Regions from separate parts of the Danio rerio genome. Here region 2 is linked to region 1. A link is a contact called in public HiCAR-type data. All regions are on one chromosome and are shown on one strand. Each heading gives the region's core, a stretch centred on a gene start, on an enhancer-like site or on the middle of the called end of the contact. The rest is flanking DNA. Distances are from core to core; before and after follow the strand shown.

Region 1 (4,115 bases), core at 481-2,980:
ACTATGAATAAGGTATAAGTCTAAGCTATGTAAGTAAACTTGCATTAAATTATGCTGAGTTTATTATTATTGTTGTTGTTGTATTTTTATTTAGTTAAACCCTTTGCCTGTAGACCTGCTTGACAATGTTTAAAATAAAAGAAAATCTTCTAAATAAATTTATAATACAAAGCATGGCTATAGCATGTCAGTTTAACATGCATCACGATGATATAATATAAAATAAAACACGATAATAATGCTAGGATCCTTATATGCTCCATAAATAACATTAATATCAGTACTGTAGTAGGGTTAGCCTTTGCAAGGGTCTCATTCACTGAGAAAACGTCAGACGCGACGTAGCTAAACAATGACACACAGCAAGCTCGTGACGCGTCGACAGCTGCGTTTATAATGGAATCGTTCTAGTAGTTGTGTGTGTGTGTGTCTGTGTTGGTGATGATGGTTATAATAATGAACTAGTTGTTGTGATCTCACGTGCTCGGCGCGCGCGCACGGGGTGTGGCGCGCGGTTTGGGAGCGGTTTCATGACAAGACTAGCCTAGATGGGAGAACCATATGTCAAACTGTAGACTCTCCGGACAGAAATACAGCATATTCGCGGATTATTGATCAACTGGGTTAATATATTCGGTTAAATTCTCCTCACGCAGCTATGATGACGAGGGGAAAAGATCCAGCAGTCTGAAGTAACGTTAACGTTAGAAAGATAGTGCCAACTCATCGTCATCATCATTTATATATTACACAACTCTAATAAAGTGGCTATTTATAGACGATAAATTCGGATGATATTTATTCTAATACACTAAACAACACTCAAACACAAACTGAAATCAAAACTGAGTTTACAGATTTGATTAGCATTTAGCGTCCGAGTTATGATTATCAACATTTATATACCTTTACTAAATTAAAAATAAACTCTTATTCAGTCGTGACATCATTAATCGCGCGAAAACTCGCATGACGGTTTATAACTGACGTGATTTATTCGGTTAATTCACCTCACGAAGTGCCAGAGCGGTGACGCGGGAAAAGGCACCGTCTGTCATATAAAACAACCATAAAAATAATCTGTCAACTCACATTTTTCATGGATTATTATTATTAACTCATACTAAATATCAAACTACGCTATTTAAACGATGCTTTTACGGCCCAGCACGCGTGCTTTTTTCGTCTAGCGTCATATCGTAGTTGTTTTATCTACATATTCACACTTGTGACGCTCGATTGTGCACTTTTATTATTGTGATGTATTAATAACATCTCTCGAAAACAAGGAAACACGACGTTACGTTAACTAAACCCGTGTCGACATCACTGAGCGACGAATCCAGCGCTAGCTAAACACGCTCTCTCAGACTGCAATAAACAAACACTGTACTGACATTAAACATAGTATATGTATCGATGATAAACATTTAAACATCGCTTGAAATAGGTTTAAATTGTACATGTCGCTTACCTGGTTACCATGACCAGCCGCTGCCGTGTTCTTGACCACAAATCACGCAGACGGCAAAAGCAGAGCTCGATGGAAACTGCCTCGCTGATGAAAATGACTCGTTAAGTCAACAGAACTAAGGCTTGCTTTACAACCGAAGCGAACATTCTCGTCGGTCCAGGCGAAAACGCGGTTTGTCAGGCAAGTGGTTTGCGTTTTCACGCCAAACCCAAGTTAGTTAGTTTACCAAAAAGCTGGTCGTGCAACAAGCTGCTCTGACAGCTCGTGGGAGGAGGGACCAAGTCATGTGACTCCAAAGGGGGTGCTTTCTACTTTATAAACCTCAAATGTGTCTTAAAATTAATATGAATTCATATTTATTTTAATGTATGCAACACACGATTTCTAAAAGCTGTTTATGATGCTAAGTGAATCGAATTTAATCAGGGAAATCATCACGCTATTAGTTTACACCCTCCCCTATTTACAGTGTGAGATGGTGTGGTCCGAATGAATGTCAGGAGCCCAGGGAAGGGCAAGGGTCTGCTTGTTGCCTGGAAACACGAGTGAATCTCCCGAGGGCCCCGTGGATTTGGGCTCCAGCGCTGCGAAATCAACAAGCTGAAGGCCTGATTTTACATCTCTAATAGTGACGATCGCATTCAGAAGACTGGAAACGTGACTGTTTACATGTCAATCCACTGAGTGAGAGGGCTGTAATATTAGCAAAGTTATTACTTTTAGACTGAAAGCCGGAAGTGCTTAATTGAACAGTAATGGCTGCCATTTTGAAAATGAGTTTGGAAAATATAATAATAAAGCTGCTTGTTGAATATATATAGCTATTGGGTGTAGGGTTTAAGTACTTTGCCCATTAGGCATGATAGTCAAAGTGTTTGTTAAAGTGTTATAAGCTAATAACTACACTGTAAACATGTATACAATCAAAAATGCATGACAAAATGTGTTATTTTAACATATTACTTTTAGTATGAAGACTAGAAGTGCATAATTAAAAAGTAATGACTGCCATTTTTAAAAGATAAGGCCTTTAGGGGTGGGTTTATCTACAATAAAATGTCAAAATCATGAAATCTCTGTGAAACACTAAACAGAACTATGGAAAATGTATGCAAATGTAATCATAAACCTGCTTGTTGGTAATCAAAGTGTTTGTTAAAGTGTTATAAGCTATTAACTACACTGTAAACATGTATACGATCAAAAAGGCATGACATGTATTACTTTAACTTATTATTTTATGGTTGAAGATTGGAAGTGCATAATTGAAAGGTAATGGCTGCCATTTTCAAAATTAGGCCTTTAGGGGCAGTTTTATCTGCAATAAATGGTAAAAATCATGACGTCTTTGTGAAACATTAAACAATACAATAGAAAACATATGCAAAACGTAATCATCAATCTGGGGTGGGTTTACTTGAGATTATACTACAGCATTAAAATGGAAAAAAGTCTCTGTGAATTACTGAAGAGGAAAATTATATATGCAAACTAGATGCAAAACATAATCATAAATCTGCGTGTAAGATATCTAGCTGTAGGGTGTAGAGTTCAAGTAGGGATTTTAGTGTTATAAGCTATTAACTACACTGCAAAAATTGAAATGATCTCTAAAAGTCATGACAAAATTTGTTTTAATGTTACTTTTAATACTCAAACTTTATTTATTTTCAGGTAGGCCTATAATTAATAAACCATTAGCTAACTTTTCCCTCAATAAACTCCTAAATTGCTTATTAATGAACTGAAATTTTTAATCATTTTACATCTTAATGATGACGTTACCATGTACATCTTTCCAAAAATAAAATTTTAATTATAATAAAAAATAACATTATAAAAATGTTACAATATTTACTATTGTTTTTATATGAAATTAAAACAAAAATATATATAATTTAAAAATAAATTATTTAATAATTAAAGAATAATTATTATAAATTGTGGGAAAACACTACAGCTTGCGTTGCATTATTCACTATTCATTATTTTTATATAAAATTAAAATATGAAAAATAAGATTTAATTAAAATAAAAATTATATAATACTTTTTTGCATTATTTACTAGTTTTTGCAATTAAAACAAATATATATATATATATATATATATATATATATATATATATATATATATATATATGTATATATATAATTAAAAAACATATAATAATAAATAAATTAATTAATTAATTAATAAATACATTAATTAATTTAAATAACAATAATAATAATAATAATAATAATAATAATAAATTGTGAGAAAACACTACAGCCAAAAAGTCAAAATGTAAAGTGATAAACACACTTGAAAAATGTAGTGTAAATACTGATGACTAGTTATTCAGTAATGTTAAATAAGGTATTTTATTCATATACAACCTGAGTTTAATTTACATGTTAGCACTTTGGCAAAACCGGCTAAACATTATAATAGCAAATAATCAAACAAGAACCGCATAAAGCAATAAATGCTAATCTCTTACGGGCACATAATGAAGAAAACTAATAACCTTAAAGTGAAAACAGCCACTGCAGATAAGCTGCTTTGTGTTTTGCTTGGCGTTCCCTGTTGGAAAGAAATAGATGTAAGCTATAAAGATGTATTTGTTTCCCAGCTCATCTATTTCCACTTGAGAAATT
Region 2 (3,598 bases), core at 443-2,942, 120 kb before region 1:
CATGTTTTGTGATAGTAGTATGCTGTTTTACCATCGCACAGCTAGTAAAACATTCAGAAATGTAAGTTGGTATTTTGGTCTTGTACAAAAGTGTTTGTGTATGATACTGTCATTTTACCATGGTACATTCTGTAAGTTTGAGATGAATGCAACAAAGAAAAAAAACATGTATTACTCCATTTTAGGACATTTACCATGGTATATTTTAACCATTGTACTGCTATGATAAAACATTCAGAAATGTAAGTGGGTATTTTGGTTATGCATGATGGTGTTAGTGTATGATACTGTCATTTTACCATGGTACATTCTGTAGGTTTGACATGAAATGTTTATGGACGTGTAACAAATATTGAAGTACCATGACATGAAAAAACAAGGTGGTGCCTTGGAAAGCTGGAAATACCATGTTTTTGGACATTTACCATGGCACATTTCCAACCATCACACTGCTGAAGTAAAACACCCAGTATTTACCATGTAAAGTTATGATGTCTTAAGAAATAAGTCCATATTATAGTCATCCAGCTAAAATGATTAACACATTGTAAATGTACATATCAACCATTGCACTGCTATAATAAAGCATCTAGAAATGCAAGTGGGTATTTGGGTCTTGTATGATGGTGTAAGTGTATGATACTGTGATTATACCATGGTACATACTGTAAGATTGAAATGAAAGCAACAAATAAAAAATAATTACATCTACCATGGTAAATTTCCAAGTTCTGTCATAGTAGTATGCTACTTTATCATCACACAGCGATAGTAAAGCATCAGCAAATGTAAGTGGGCATTTTGGTCTTGTACCATGGTGTCAATACTGAAGTACCATGACATGAAAAAACACGGTGGTGCCATGTAAAGTTGTGATGCAATAAATCCATATTATATTCATCCTGCTAAAATGATGGTGACACAATGGAAATTTGAGTAGGCGATGTTTTTGGACATTTACCATGGTACAGCATGAAGCAATGTAAGAGGGTATTTTGGTTTACACCATGGTGTTACTGTATAATATTGTCATTTTGCCAAGCTACATTCAGTAATATTGAGAAAAAGCAACAAAAACAAGTATTACCCTGCTTTAGGAAATTTACCATGGTAAATTTCCAAGTTTTGTCACAGTAGTATGTCATTTGATCATCACACAGCTGTATTTAAACATCAAGAGATGTAAATAGGTATTTAGTCTTGTACAATTGTGTTAGTGTGTGATACTGTCAATTTACCATGGTAAATACTGTACGTTTGAGATGAAATGTTTATGGACGTGTACTGAAGTACCATTTGAAAGTTATGGTTCCGTAATGAACAAGTCCTGCTAAAATGTTAATAACTCAATAGGCTGGTGTTTCCACGAAGATCTTACCTCTTGACCCGGATGATCTGGTCCCTCATGGGCTTGATGTCCTGGAAGCTCTGCTGGTTGACCAGGCTGTAGACCAGGATGAAGCCCTGCCCGTTCTTGATGTAGAGATCCCGCATGGACGCGAACTGCTCGGTGCCGGCCGTGTCCAGGATCTCCAGCACCGACGGCGACGAGTCCACCTCGATCTCCTTGCGGTAGAAGTCTTCGATGGTCGGGTCGTACTTCTCGATGAAGGTCCCGGTCACGAACTGCACGGTGAGCGCGGATTTGCCGACCCCTCCGCTGCCGAGCACCACCACCTTATACTCGCGCATTGCGCCGCGAGCGGATCCGACGAGACGCGCGCGTTGTGGAGCCCAGCTAACAGCGGTGTGACTCGCCTTGAATACTGCAGAAGTGGAGCAGACGCGGAGCCATGGCTGACTGTATTACAACGCTCACCACAGAGACAAATAACACAGGCGCACAAAGAGCCAATGCGCGGACTTCATGGCATCTGCAAGCGCCTATTAGAGCCAGACATCTGCTTGAAGATGTAACCTCTAGAAACGCGATGCGCGAGCATGTTTAGCTTGATGAAACGCGTAAAGATGAGCATTACGCGTCGCGTCAGCGCGTAATTTGGAGAGCTTTAAGGATACTGCTGCATTCCTGAATAGGAGATGCACGCTATTCTGCATCTTCCAGCATACTCAACCGCCATACTCTCGGGTGGAGACCTTCTGAAGCCACGGATCACGCATCTAGGATAGGAGTTTTGCAGCGGGATTGATGGATTGCGCGTGCAATAGGAGCGCTGTGAGCCACGCCTGTCGCTCTAAATAAGGCAATGTTGTGCGTTGTGGGCGGGACTTCCGCTTTTTGCATCAGCCACGCGACCAATGAGAGGCGGTGCCAAGGAGCGTGTCAATAAACGAAGCTGGGATGCTGTTCCTATGGCAACAGCGCGTCGCCTGCATCAGCACCTGAAATAGAAAGCAACAGGGATGCGGCCATTGTGTGCGCTGACGGAGGCTGAGCGTCTGCATCACTTCAGTCTGCAGTGCTTTAGATCTTTTTGCTCTGCTAGAAAGTCAACACTGCGTCTGTCGGTTTGTACATGAAACATGTTGCTCGAGCAGTGGAGGTTTTGTTATCTAACACAAAGACATTCAAACATTCCTGCAGCACATCCTTATGTAATCTCATACACAGATGAGTGTGTGTGTGTGTGTGTGTGTTATGCAGCGCTTCTTACCTCCTAAATTATCCATCTCCACATGTGGAGGTCTGCAGGTTTCATTAGAGAGCGACAGCAGACGTGAGTCTGGCTTGAGTTACATCAGTGGTAAATCATATCTATTATGCATCAGCAGTTCACTGGGTACACACACACACACACACACACACACACACACACACACACACACACACACACACACACATGGTATTGTAAGACTGTCATAATAAATGCACATGAAAAATGTTACATTCAAGTATATATTATTCACTTCATATTGTTCAGTGTTCAGTGTGTGTGGTTATTAGTCTCGGTGTACAAGCTCGGCACTTTAAACTAGCACACAGTTGGCTGTAAAAATATACAAAGACACTAATGATTGTGTACTCTCTGCTTTGTCTGTGTCCGAGTCGTACATGTACGGCTGAATGCTGATCCTCTCACTCATGTTGCTTCTCTCTGTCTGTTGCCAAACCGAGCAAGGGAGCTCTTGGCTCCGCCCCCTTGTTACATAGGGCGGGAATTTGAAACTAATTTTCATGTGAAGAAACACGCCCCTAAAACAGCGAGCTGTGTACACGCTCCCCAACATGACACTCTTGAACACATTATATTCAAAACATCTGAACTGTGTTTTGATCTGAACCTAAACTGGCACACTCAGAACAACCATAATAATAAATTATAAAAAAGGGGTAAAGTATGTGCCCTTTAAAAAACTGATAACATAAAAAAGCATAAAAGAGGTATGTGTATGTGTGTTTCCCTGTACTGGGTTGCAGCTGGAAGGGCATCCGCTGTGTAAAACATATGCTGAATTAGTTGCCGGTTCATCCCGCTGTGGAGTCCCCTGATTAATAACGAGACTATAAGATAAGGGAAAACAAATGAACATAAAGCAAAATTAAGGCGCGTTTAAAACAATTTAAGACCTGCAAGACAACATTTCAGTGACTTTAAGACCTTTTAAGACCTGTTTTTGGACATTTAGGACATTTTAA

Evidence for each region. HiCAR-type assays count read pairs that join an accessible place to other places.
Region 2: a contact with region 1 is called in a HiCAR-type map of caudal fin, with 4 times the contacts expected there. The contact joins the promoter of rap2ab here to the promoter of mbnl2 in region 1. A contact is called at or near these places in 2 of 4 datasets of contacts at active chromatin or transcription factors (caudal fin and embryo).

The regions. Positions count from the first base shown.
Region 1 is chr1:2,838,304-2,842,418 of GRCz12tu, reverse strand. mbnl2 (muscleblind-like splicing regulator 2) reads right to left here and starts at 1,730. Exons shown (of 6, transcript NM_001161671.1): 1 at 1,475-1,730.
Region 2 is chr1:2,959,655-2,963,252 of GRCz12tu, reverse strand. It overlaps rap2ab (RAP2A, member of RAS oncogene family b), which reads right to left and starts at 1,692. Exons shown (of 2, transcript NM_001145705.1): 1 at 1,379-1,692. The coding sequence starts at 1,692.